Regions from separate parts of the Anas platyrhynchos genome. Here region 2 is linked to region 1. Evidence: chromatin contacts called from public Hi-C data. All regions are on one chromosome and are shown on one strand. The core of a region is the stretch at or near the end of the contact, and the rest is flanking DNA. Distances in the headings are between cores, read along the strand shown.

What was found. Hi-C and Micro-C count contacts between places; a contact is called where the count stands out from the background.
Region 2: a Hi-C map of F1 follicle shows a contact between it and region 1, with 1.8 times the contacts expected there. The contact joins two enhancer-like sites. A contact is called at or near these places in 3 of 8 Hi-C or Micro-C datasets (F1 follicle, liver and subcutaneous adipose tissue).

Annotation. Positions count from the first base shown.
Region 1 is chr13:193,708-200,480 of IASCAAS_PekinDuck_T2T, reverse strand. No RefSeq gene overlaps it. Among named protein-coding and RNA genes, the nearest start is that of FGD5, 12 kb to the left of the region's middle. Within about 2 kb of position 2,905, at least 3 of the 8 cell types and tissues checked have an H3K27ac peak or open chromatin away from gene starts, as enhancers often do.
Region 2 is chr13:281,266-288,038 of IASCAAS_PekinDuck_T2T, reverse strand. FGD5 (FYVE, RhoGEF and PH domain containing 5) reads right to left here. Exons shown (of 20, transcript XM_072044560.1): 11 at 864-932. Among named protein-coding and RNA genes, the nearest start is that of NR2C2, 30 kb to the left of the region's middle. Within about 2 kb of position 2,643, at least 1 of the 8 cell types and tissues checked has an H3K27ac peak or open chromatin away from gene starts, as enhancers often do.

The DNA of each region.
Region 1 (6,773 bases), core at 1,656-4,155:
AAAAAAAAAATATATATATATATATATATACACACACACTTCTGCTCCAACAGTCAAGCTGATGACCTGCATTTCATTTCTAAATAATGTTTTAAACATGCAAGTATTTTCCAGATTGACAGCTGAATGGGTGTTTGTGGGAGATTCTGGTTTTGGAGAATAAGTGCAAAAATTATGAAGAAAAGATGTAATTTGGGTTTTGTTACAACAAAGGTTTTAAACTAAGAGAGGGGAGATTTAGGTTAGATATTAGAAAAAAATTCTTTACTCTAAAAGTGGTGAGGCACTGGGACAGGCTGCCCTGAGGAGTGGCCTGGATGTCCCGTCCCTGGATGTCCTGTCCCTGGAGGAGTGTCCAAGACCAGGATGACTGGGACTTTGAGCAACCCTGTCTGGTGGTAGGTGTCCCTGCCTATGACAGGAGTTGGAACTGGATGAGCTTTAAGGTCCCTTCCAACCCAAACCATGCTATGGTTCTATGATGTTCTTAGAAGTATTGGTTTGTCTGTGCAAATCCATAATCTGATTCTAAATTCAGAAATGGTTCTGAAGTTACCAGCATAGCAAAAGCAGAGGAACTGGATAGTATTAGCTTATGTATATTGCATTGTGTGGATTACGCTTCTAACAGAGTAACTTGTAACAAACGTCTTGGGTCTTATTTAGACAAATGCATGACATCAAGATGGGCTTTTCTTAATATATATGATATAGATAAACCAAATGGAACTGTGTTTACAGTTGCTAATTATAGTGGTGCAAGACCTCAGGTCAGAATGACAGTACTGTCCCTGTTCTATAAAATCACTTCACATGTACGTAACTTTACAAACATGTTTAGTTGAGTGTGTGTGAATATTTCAGATGCAGTCAGTGGACCTGAATGCTTTATAATATTCTAATCTGTTCTTTAATTCTGTGGAGTCCAGCCTGAGCTCATTTGGGCTTGGCCTGCAGAAATGCTGTCTGCAGCTCTAGTCGCAGCTGTAGGTGCTGTGGATGTTAATGGGTCAGAAATATTTAACTGGGCTTGCAAAAATCTGAAGAATCTGAATTTTAGTAGCCACCTTGTAAGTCTCTTTATGGGTGTTTTCTGCTTTAAAATTTTTATTTGCAACCTAAATCTACACATTCTATCTAATTAAAATATTTTGACTTCTTGATGGAGTAATAAGAATGGATAGCAAATTATATGAATTTGGACGGGGCTATTGTTTTGAATTTGACCAAAAGCCATATGCCTAGATAAGCGATCTTGTTCAGATAAAACACATTGGTATTGGGAATTTTTAAGAAGGAAAAAGTGAAATAAAATCTGGGGTCTTAGCAAACCTCTTCATAGTGTAGTAGGTCTTGGTAAAATAAAAATACTTGGTCTAGCTTGACAGTCTGTCTAGTGAAACTGAAATACAAAGCAACAGTGGTTTTAATGCATCTTAGAACTTAAGTATTGTGACAAATAGCATTCCCTGTTATTTTTGGGGCAGCTGACGTTTATCCCTCCGGTCTTAATGAACAGCATGAATTTCCATCTCCTTCAGTTGGTCATTTATGTGATATATTGTGCTGATATGTTATTACTTAATAACAGTAATAACAGTAATAACAAAATGTAAGTGTTGTCAGTGACATGCTGGACAGGGTGTAATATGCAAGGTGAAAGCTTGCTTTTTAGCTGGGTATTGAAAAAAAAAAAAGCATAGAGACTGTTAATGTGGATGCCATTGTGAGTTGCTTCCTATCTAGTTCCACAGTGTGCAGGACATATCCCTTCCCAGCTGTTCGGGTGCTCTAAAGCTGTGCATGGTGCATCAGACTGATTGAGTGCAATTTCTGAAAGACAGGGGATGAATGCCTGGACAGGTCATTCAGCTCATGACCATCACATTTATTGTACCTTTCCCAAGGATCTGGGAGGCACATTGGGGATGTAACTTTGACAGGAGGACAAATTCTCCAGGTCATGCAGAGTGTGGCTGAGCAGGTCGGTTGTCAGTTTGCGTACGCCCACCTGTTGTACTTCTGCCACTGCTGGCTCTGCTCTCTGAGCCATTCAATCTGCCGTTGATTTCAGTGTGCCCATTTTCCCCAAGGAACATTCTGCTTTCTTCTTATTCTTAATACCTGTTGACCTCCTCCTGTTGAGATGCTTTTGGAAAGGCTGGTGGGGTCTATACCCATTCCCTACAGCAGCCTTACATTCAGGTCATGAGTATTTTGGCAGTGATTTCTCCAGCAAAAAAGTCACCAGTGGTAGGCAGAGATGAACACTCTCTTTCCCTGACCAGGCAGGTGCAGCGGGCTACTTTCCAACACATGCTTCTGATCAAGTAACTGCTGATGAGCACCACAGGGAAATTATGAGTTAATGTTGTACCTATTTACCTCAGAGTTCTGGGAAAGCAACAGAAGTCTCCTTAATCAAACAAACAAACAAACAAACAAACAAAACAAAACAAAAACAAAAAAAAAAAACAAAAAAAAAAACCAAACAAACAAAAAACCAGCACTGCTGTGTAATTATTTCCTTGGAAGAGCAAATTTCCTGTTTTCAACCTGTCAGAAGAGTTTCCTCACCCCCCTGTGAAGCTTTCACTTTGACAGGCACATCAGACAGTGTTGGCTGCTCCTTGCCTGGGGCTACCAGCTGCAGTTGCTGTGGGGCTGGCAGAGGCCCTGGCAGCTGACTCTGCCCATGTCCCTTGCCCAAGGCACTGCCCCTTGGCTCTGCACCCCCTGCCCTAGGCTGCCGTGGAGCAAGGGGCTGCAACTCCTTCTCAGGCTGCCTGGCAGATGCAGCCTTTCCTTTGCACTGTCGAGGGAGATGCTGTCAGCACTAGCTTGAGCATATAAATACAGCTGCTGTTTATCGCCTTGTTTTTCAAGGAAAGCCTTCGGTACATTCAGAGACACAGGGAATTTCCACTATTTTTCTCAACACTTCCCCCTCCCTTGGCCTTCAGACACACACATTGTGTTGTTTTGACGTAATTTCAAGCAAATATTTTGCCACCGAGAGGCAGTGCAGGGTCACAGAGGTCCTCCAGGCTTGGGCTTTAGGCTTTCAGCCCTCTCCAATAAACAATGGCCCTATAATTCATTAAAACTCCCTTTTGATTACTTTTTCCTGTTTCTGATTGTTTTGGAGCAGCAGGGGTGGATTCCACACTTAACAAACTTCTTTTTCCTGCTGCTAAATTTAAATGGCTCTGAACTGAAAGGAGTTGCTAGTCTCTTTGACGATAACCCCATCAAATAGAAATTACAACTGTAAACAAGATCTTAGGCTATTTATGAATGCTAAGAGGGAATTGTGACTTGATTTTGTGGAACAGTATTTATCTCTAGGAATTTTTGTTAACTGTTTTTTTTCTTTCCAGACAGAAAACTTCCCCCCAAAAATTCCCCAAATCCTAGTAATTCTTATCTGGGTTACTGTAGCCTCCTCATTTTTAGTGCATTTTTCACTGTCTGCTGCTTCACATCACTGATTCTGCACTCATATGTCTGTCTCTACAGTTTTGCAAAGTGTAGGTTTCTCCTGCATGCAAGTCCCCTGATTTGTATGATCTGCCAGCAAACTCCCTTGCCTAGCTGAGTTTCTTGACAATTTGGACATTCAATTCTTTCTTACACCAGGAGCAAACTCCTGAAGTTGTTCAACCACCTCCTTCTTCCTTGTAGGCCAGGTATAGATTAATCAATTAATAATTTTCTTCAATGACAGGAAGAACAATTTAGGAGATTTGCAAAGAAACAAATTTCAAGGAAAAAGATGTGCCTGTTTATCATAGAACAATAAAATGGGTTGCGTTTGGGGCCTTAAAGCTCATCTAGTTCCAACTCCTGCCATAGGCAGGGATACCTCCCACCAGACTGGGTTGCTCAAAGCCCCAGCTAGCCTCTGAGCATCTTCGTGGCCTCCTCTGGATGCACTCCAACAGGTCACTGGCCTGGGGCTGGGGGCCCCATAGCTGAATGCAGTGCTGCAGGTGGGGTCTCACAAGAGTGGAGTGGCGGGTGAGAATCACCTCCCTTGCCCTGTTGGCCACATTGCTTTTGATGCAGCCCAGGATAGGTACGCTTATGCATACACACACTTGTAGCATACATACTGCCCAAACACATCTATACCCTAACCTGGTTAATCTGAGCTAGTCAAGCACAGATTTTTTGTTTGTTTGTTTGTTTGTGTTTTAGGTATAGAGCAAACTCTTAAAATAACTAGTTGAAATGGAGTCTATATGCCATGTGTCTATATTGTCCATATGTAGACAAAAATAGATTATTTGTGATATTTTAAAACCTATGACAAAAATCTACTGGGGAACAAAGTATCAGCACGTATACAGATGCAGTATATATCCTGAAGGTCTCTCAATCAACTCAATATTGTTATTAGATAAGCAGGCCAGGGAAAAATACGCATTTCCTGCCCCAATAAATGACTTCTTAATAAGACTGGTACATCTTCAAGAAGCTGGTACTTTTATTATTTGTGTTTCCCTTGTCTCAGTTGTAAGCACTTTGTGAGCAGAATACCTGTAGGAGGATCCAGTGTGATATATCTTAGGTGGACTCTGTGCCTAAAAGGCAGAATAACAAAAAGACACATCCTAGAAAGTATTACACAGCTTTATCATTTTAGTAGCCTGGCTACCAAAGCTGTCCTTTGCAGTGCTATGTAGTCCTGCAAGGATTGCTACCACAGTAATGAAGCCATGGATGCATTACTATGATGCACTGCAAAGATAGGGAGAAAAAACTGTTGCTGCCTGCTATAGGGCTGACTGCCTGATGCTGGTGTGCAGCTGACAAGAACACAGCTCTGTGCACTGGGACATCCTCATTCTCAGCAGGTTTCCAGTGGTTTCACCAGCATTACACTAGAGGCAGTTGGCCTTACCCTTGTCTTCCAGCCACCTCCCAGGAATATGCTCCTGTAATTACAGGACTTTAGGTGTTATGTAATTGATGTCGGTTAAATAACTAATTGGCCAAGTCTTCAAGTGACTAATAATAGCAGCTGATAGCCAATACATATGGTATCTTAACATATTGGTATAATCTGACCACCTAACTACCTCACACTGCCTGTGTTCTGTTAGGTTACAGACTAGTTTTGAAGATCTGAGGTTTTCATCATATTTGACTAGACTTTGTTTGTCAGGCATCTAAACATATAAGATTTGTTTATGGATATATGTACATATGTACATGTATGTGTATACACCCATACATTGATTATTGTATATGTATATACACTCGTGTTTATTGCATATAAACATGTACACACACATAATTGCTTTTTAAGAAGCATTAAATAAAAGAACATGCATTTGCAGGGGACAAATGTCCTAAACAAACCTTAAATTGAAAAGAAAAATATTTTTTCCTGTAAAATAAATAGTTTTCTGCTTCCCATCTCTCTACTTCCCATCAACAAGCAATGTTCCTCCATGTGCTGGGAAGCATGGTCTCAATATGCGTAGCAGTTGTTTGGAAGAACAGATGTCTTCATAAAAAGAGCCTTTTCAGAAAGGTCTTTTCTTAGATTTAGTTAAAAATTGAACTAACTTTTCAGATCTGAGTAAATCTAGTACACATTAAGTTTCACTTTTTGTTTAATTTATTATTTTCTAAAAGCTAAATGAAGATGAATAGCCATCTCCAGTTTCCTGGCAATGGAACCTGAGATCTCCTACTTGATAATAAGTCCAGAGTTTTTGGAAACAAGATTTGCCCTGGCAGCTTGCTATAGAACCTAAGTGCTGTATATAAACTGCATAAATTAAAGTGTACCTTTCATTGAGCGTGCAGGAATAGACTCCAAGTGCCATGACCTTGTGTTTACAGTAAGATTGCTCCATTCAAGTCTGTATTATACAAATAACAGGTGTTCACCAGGCAAGATCCAGATTACACCTGTTTCCATGAAAATAAAAACTGATCTTGATTCCTCTTAGACAGCTCTTGCCAAAGAGTTGAAGTCACTTGTCGCCTCAGAGACACAGTATGGTGTTTACGTAGAGTATAATACTAAGGAGCCCATCATACTCTGGGGCCGGCAGGATGCCTCTGATCACTCCTGCAACAATTGTCTCAGTGGCCATACATATTGAAACAGCTGCCATCCACATCCTGGGTAGGGAAAGGATGTCAGCAATAGACAGAAGGGACGTGACTTGGAGGCTGAAGAAGGCCAAGCAGTCTGAAGATCTTTGTGATAGGTTTTCTCATTTCCCAGATCTGAATCTATCTGAATTTGGGCTCATTCCTATCTGCTTTATGATGCATCTCAAGCTGCATAAACAGTAATGCAATAATGTCAGATCACAATGCACTCATCATAGACCATGAAAAATAGCCTATGAGCCAAGCAATATGCTCTCTCTAAACTATATAATGCTTCTTGCAGACAGGAATATAAATCACCCCAGGAACTGACAGGATCTGATGGAAGAGACTGTTATTAATATTATCTTCCCTGGAAACATTTGCAATGGTAATAGTAATTTTAATAATGCCAGAACAGAATAAGCTGGGTTGGCCTGTTTTGTGGCAAATGAGAACACTGAGAAAGGCCATACATAAATGCAGTGACTAATTCATGAAGGAGGTGTACCAGATGTCTCTACTGATGGCTTAGATGTGTCGGGGGGTAGGGGAGGGGGGGGGGGGGGGATAGATGACTGTTTTTTAAGGGTTGTACTTGCTTCATCAATCGTCAAAATCTTGTTAAAAGTGTAATTCAGTTATCATGTTCTTGTTGC
Region 2 (6,773 bases), core at 1,394-3,893, 88 kb before region 1:
TCACAAATCCTATGACAGGCAAATATTATTTTCCCCTTCATATAGATAAAAGCATAAAAATAACTGTGATTATACAATAAGCTAGCTGCAAAGTTGAGAACAATGCTCAGGAGCATGGAGTCTCAATGTAGTGTATACAGCCCAATGTAGTGTATAAAGTAAAAGAGAAAGCATGGGTGTTAACAGCAGATCTCCCAAATGGTGGGTTTTCATCTCTTTTGATTTGTGAATACTTAAAATTTTCCAGTAACTGATAACTGGTTAATTTTTCTTAACTATCTTAGAAGAATTGCAAACCCTCATCGAAAACTGCTGCTTCAATCAACAGAGATCTGGAGATGTGTGTTCAGAGGGACTATACCCAGGTGGTGCACACAATTATCAGGTTATTTACAAAGACATGGACATCAGGAGCTAAAACCTAGCCATAGAGCTTCAAGGATACCAAACTCACCCAAAGACAGCTTTCCTAAACTTTACCGGTAGTGTTCTCTATTGTTTCTGGTAAGACCTCCTAAGGCTTTAGAGGTAGATTTTTAAGTATGAGGCTTAATTGTTGAAAGTATTCCTCCCAAGCACCTTGGAAACCTCCTTTGCAGAATTATGGCCTAGTAGTCAAGGCTGAATGGAGCTGTGGTACAAATGGAGGGCTGCACAGCACTTACTCTTATATGCAGGGCCAATGAGTACATGTGTGAAAGAGGCTACAGTCTTCTGTGTCTTGTTAGCAACAGAAACCCACTTACCACATCACTGCTTACAGTTAAATGACTCGCAGCCCTGAAATCTCTTCCCTGGTTTACAGCTGTGTAAGCACAGGAGAAGATATGAAAGAGATAGTAAAAATGTGAAAGAAATCCTACCAAGAACAAATGCCGAGGGTGCTTGTTTTTCCCAGAGACTTTCATCAATGTTCCCTCTTTTACAAAGACCTAAAAGGAAAAAAACAAAAACAAAACAAACAAACAAACAAACAAACAAAAAAACACACTTGTAATCCTGAGACTGCATTCTGAAACTTTCTGAGAAAAGAGAACATTCCTCATGTAGAAGGAGGCACTCTTAACTGCTTTCATCAGCCTAGTAACAGATGGATACCTCAACATCTGCTTCTAGCCTGACTTTATGGCTTGCATTTGTATCAGTACTGAATGGCTTGGAAACCCATGTGTCAGACACCAGGCAGTACTCAGCCCACTGCGTCTGCACCATGGACTGCAAGGAGACTGTCACAGATTTCAAAAGTAACATATAAAGGGCTTCAGAAAAGAACTCATTCTCTGATTATGAAAAATAGACAAACTAAAAAGAAATGCTGAAACCTTTTCACATCCATACTATGCCTACATTAAACCTGAGTATGTTTGCAAGCATAATACCTTGTCTGTCCATATTGTTACTATGTGTGTAAACAGGACTGTACAGGTAACCAGCTAAAACAACGTACTCAAACTTAATTTCAATAACATTTGAAAAGGTCTAAAATAATTAAAGCAGCAGTGGATTTACAGACATCTACTCTTTTCTAATGGAGAGCAGGATCTGTTGTAATTTTCTACTCTAGAATTGCGCTGAGGTTTGCAGAATTTATTAATTCACTACTTGGCAAGGACAAGTGAGGATACTGACGTTGGAGGAAAAAATAAGAGGATCACTGCAATGTTTGGTTGATGAGGATTCACAGACTAAGAGTATGCATGCCTTGAAAATTTCTTCATGAGTTTTGTTAAGGACAGTAGTGGGATGAAGGGGAATTTAGGGTTGCAGAACTCTAGAAAGAAATCTTTTCAAGTGTAGAGGCAGGTTGGGCCTGAGGAAACTGGAAAGGTTTGAAAGAAAGGAGGATAAATTTGTATTTGATGTGAATGGCAAGACACAGCTATATAATTTCCCACTTTCTGTTCATGTGTTGCTTAAAAGTGATGTCTTGCATTAAAAGTTGCAAGTTTAGGCTGTGAATTAGGAGATTTCTTCTCAGAAAGAGCAGTCAGGCATTGGAACGGGTTGCCCAGGGAGGTGGTGGAGTCACCATCCCCGGGGTTGTTCAAAGAAAGGTTGGACCTGGTGCTTAGAGATGTGGTTTAGTGGGTGACATTGGTGGTAGGGGGATGGTTGGACCAGATGATATTGGAGGTCTTTTCCAACCTTAATGATTCTGTGATTCTATGAAAAGACTAACTGCAGAATGGTAAGAATAGAAAACTGAAAATAGGTAATTTCCCCTGATTTAGGGATCTAACCTACCCAAAAAAATTTGAGCCTTTCCAGGCTGTAAGGAATTTCTGCTCGTACTTCAAACCTTTCAACAAGAATATGTAAGAAGGAAAACAGCAGCTCCTCCAAAACACACTACATGGGGTGACTGAGGACAGCTGGAGTGAAAAATCAAATAGCCGTTCTGTGTAAAAACGGCTAATGCCTGTCTTTGCAAGTGCAAGGCTCTCAACATGCAGTGCTCCTGAACACTACCAGAGTGATGGCTTTTTACATAAACCAGTGCTACAACTCTTATCACAGTGGGTCAGTAAACAACACCTGTAGATGTCTGAAATCTGGCCATCCACAGAGGCAGAGATAAAGCTGGCCAGAAACAATGTCCTTATCAGCATAGGTCTGCCTGCAGTACTCACCCTTCCTGGCTGGAGGAGGCCCCTCTGCCCCCTCACACTGTACTCAATGTGTACCAGCTTCTGCAGGTTTTCCTAAGAGAGAGAAACAACATTTAGGAGACCACATGGTGATTGCTTTTAGAAAAGCAGGCAAACCTTCCCTCAACCCTCCTCACCATTTTATTTCTCAAACGCATTAAAGTAATATTACTGAACTGGGTTTCAGAGAGAATTGAGCTCATGGAATTTAGGTGCACAAAGTCTTCTTCCAGCCTCATAGGTTTTATGAAACCTTATCACCTGCATTCACATCTGCTTGGCCTTCTACACTCCTGTCATTTTTGATACTTCTTTAGCACTTCCTCTGTACCTCAGTTCACTTTCAAAAGAGCCTGCTTACTCCATGCAGTATTTATACTTTGGTCTCTTTGCTGACTTTCTTTCTCTTGGAACCAGTAAACTGGAAACAGAGACAAAGTATAATATCTGCTCCAAAGGCTTGTTCATTAGTGGCATGACATAGATAATCCAAAGCATGATTTGATACAAGAAGATCATTGCTAGGATTATCTGGAGGTTTATATTCTGTGCTAACAGATTAGTGACTTTGCACTACGGAATCTGGAAGTTAACTAGTAAGCAGGCAATACAGTTGCATCTCTTTTTTGATACTTTGCAAAGATCAGGAAGCCCATTATCAAACTCTGATGCTACTATCTGCCTACTTGACTTGAGAGCACAGACAGTGGGCACTGGCATGTGGCATGAATTTATCTAAAAAGATGGTAAATAAATTTAATCTAACTAAGCTTCTGCTCTCATAAAAAGATTGTATTGGATAGAAGAGGGGTCTGTATATGTGAAATATTGTTAGTCTTTTCAAATCTCCTTCCACTTAGTAGTTAATGCTGCTAAAACCCAAGCTTGTACGTAGGATTCAGCCGTGGTTTTAACTAGTCCAGAAAGTAGAATGGGCTGCACAGCAGCAATCACTAGAATATGTCTAAAAGTTATGTCTCTTTTGTCCAAGTTAGCCATTGTGTCCTAAGTCCTCAGTTACATACACAGAAAAACTACAAACTAAGGACCACATTTTATATACCTTCATCACCTGGAAGCCCTTGACAACTGTTTTCTGCTATGGCAGATAATAGTTTCTTTACCTGTGCTCCATTGACTGTCCTTAAGCTATCCCTGGGCTTAGTTAGACTCTATAGATTAAACAATGTAATCAAGGATATATCTACCTGATTGATACAAATCAGTGGTGCCTATAGAATCAGCTAATTAAGAAAGCTATCACAGATAACAGAAGGAGCACGTCCATATCAGCATGATGGTCTGTCAAGGCTAATATATGCTGGATTTCATCTATCAATTAATGTAGCTATCTCAGCTTGCTTTTTGAGATAAGCCTGAAATACCTGTGTATGTTACTGCTCTGAAGAAATATTACACTTGTTAAACATGATATTAGGTTCAGTAACCACATACCAAACACACTGAAACACCTACAAGCCTTGAGTAACTCAGGGCTGCATTGTGACCATGCAATATAACTGGCAGTTGATGCACTTTCAGCCATCAAGTATCTCTTTTGCAATGCAGAAACTAACAAATGGAATTTTTTAGGTCACTTCAGAAATAATATAGGCTAGCAAAATGGAAACTATATATAAACTAATAGCACAGGAAACACCAGGGATCATAAGACAGCTGAAATTTGCAAAAGAAGATTGCAAAGGTCCCATAACTAAAGGGTATTTTAGCCCTTGCAAAACTTGTCAAATTGACAGCTTCCATAATGAAGCCCCATTCTTCATAGGATGGGTTGGGTTGGAAAGGACCTTAAAGATCATCTAATTCCAAACCCCCTTCCATGGGCAGGGACACCTCCTACCACACCAGGTTGCTCAAAGCCCCAGCCAGCCTGGCCTTGGACACTTCCAGGGATGGGGCATCCACAGCTCCTCTGGGCAGCCTATGCCAATGCCTCAGAAACTGATTAAAGAATTTCTTCCTAATATGTAATCTTAGTCTACTCTCTCTTAGTTTAAAGCTGTTGTCCCTTGTCCTATCACCACATTAAATGACAAAGAGCTCATCCCCAGCTTTCCTGCAGCTCCCTTCAGGTACTGTAAGGCCACTGTAAGGTCTCCCTGTAGCCTTCTTTTCTCCAGGTTGAACAACACCAACTTCGTCAGCCTGTCTTCAAAGGAGAGGTGCTCCAGCATCTTGATCATCTTTGTGGTCCTCCTTTTGATTCATTCTAATAGCTCCATGTTCTTCTTGTGCTGGGGGCCCTGGAGCTGAACGCAGTGCTCCTGGTGGGTCTCACAAGAGCAGAGTAGAGGGACAGAATCCTCTCCCTTGCCCTGATGGCCATGCTGCTTTTGATGCAGCCCAGGGTATGGTTGGCTTTCTGGGCTACAAGTGCGCATTGCTGCCTCATGTTGAGCTCATCCACCAACATCCCCAGGTCCTTCTCCTCAGGGCTGCTTTCAATCCATTCTCCAAGCAGTCCGTATTTGTGCTTGGGATTGCCCCAACCCAGATGCAGGACCTTGCACGTGGCCTTGTTTGAATCTCATTAAGTTCATACAGGCCAACCTCTCAAGCCTGTCCAGGGTCCTCTATGTGGCATCCCTTCCCTCACAGGTTGGTGTTGTCAGCAAACTTGCTGAGGACACTCAACCCCACCTCATATCCAGAAGAAGCAGTGTCTTCTTGTGAGTACACTCCCGGTAAGTGTTAGTAGTACTCAGTGGGGTTTCTACAAGAGAGAGGGGAGAACTCAGTTGCTGCAGATCAAACACACCACAGCTTCTCTGAGGACTTCTGGTAGGGGTGCCTGTAATAATGCTGACTTTTGCAATATAGACACATGTTCACCAGGAAATGGACAGAGATGTATCAGACTCATTTCCTGTAGGAAGTCAAATGATCATCACACGTGAAGGACTGTGATTTATCTGGAAATGTAAGAAGCTGAGGAGGACATAGTTTTCTTATGGCTCCCTAAAAAAACTCTTTATATAGTTTTCTTCATTTTGCTCAAAACTCCGATCATTCTCCTTTCAAATACCCTTCACAAGCAATGATTCAAAAATGAAGACAAAGCTCCACCCACTTAGTACTGAAGATGTGGGGTGACTGAAATCCTTCTCTAAACAGGTTAGCAGTGGACTGCAACTTCCATGAGGCAAGGAATATATTTTCATAGTGTCTATGAAGGGGCTCTGCATCCCAAAGAAATTCACCAGCTGTTAAGAGCAACAATGATTTACAATTCTCAGCATCTCAGGGCCTCTAACAGGTTGTAGAAGTTCAGAGAGCAATGCAAACCCTGTTTAGTTCAAGTAGTGAATGTCTCCTAGAGTTACAGATATACTTAGTACTATGTGGTGATGATATGCCTTATGCCTCTGTTTATGTATCTATGAATTGCAAATAATATTTTTCTACTTGATAAAAATGCTATGGAGATAGCTAATATAACAAAGTATCTGAAAATCCTGGGTTAATAATTCTGAGGGGAAAAAATGCTGTAGTGTTATTACAAAGCAAAAAAGCTAATAATGAATCTTTGATATTCTGCAGAAAACATAGATAATAATTCAGTGTTCTTGTCAGATTTTTGGACTGTAGTTTGATGAGTTAATAAATGGTAGCAGAAATCTTCCTCTTTCCAGGTACATGTCAAATCTAAATTATTACTTCGAACATCAGCTGGGTATATGCCAAGTTATAAATGTTCTATATTGACTGACACTGTTCAGTTTGCTCTATAATTAGAGTCATTTTTTAAATTCTTTGCATTTTTGAAAATCTGAGAGAAAGAACAGAATTGCTGGTTATGGATTTTATGTATGTTATATTAATTCAGGAGGACAATCTCTGATTTAACAGAATACTGAATTTTGATTCTCATGAACAGGCCTCTTCTCAAAACCCGCAGCATTCACACAGATGGGAAAAAAGGAAACTTTATTTCATCTCTTCTAGGCCATAGCTTCAAAAAGAGCAGATGTGCTCTGATGATATGATAAAAATGAAGTGTAAAAATCAATGTGGAATGTGTGATGAATTTTTTCCAACACGGTCATTATTAATAGCAATTATCAATAAAGTCTATTGCATCCGTAAAACTCAGAGGATATAGTG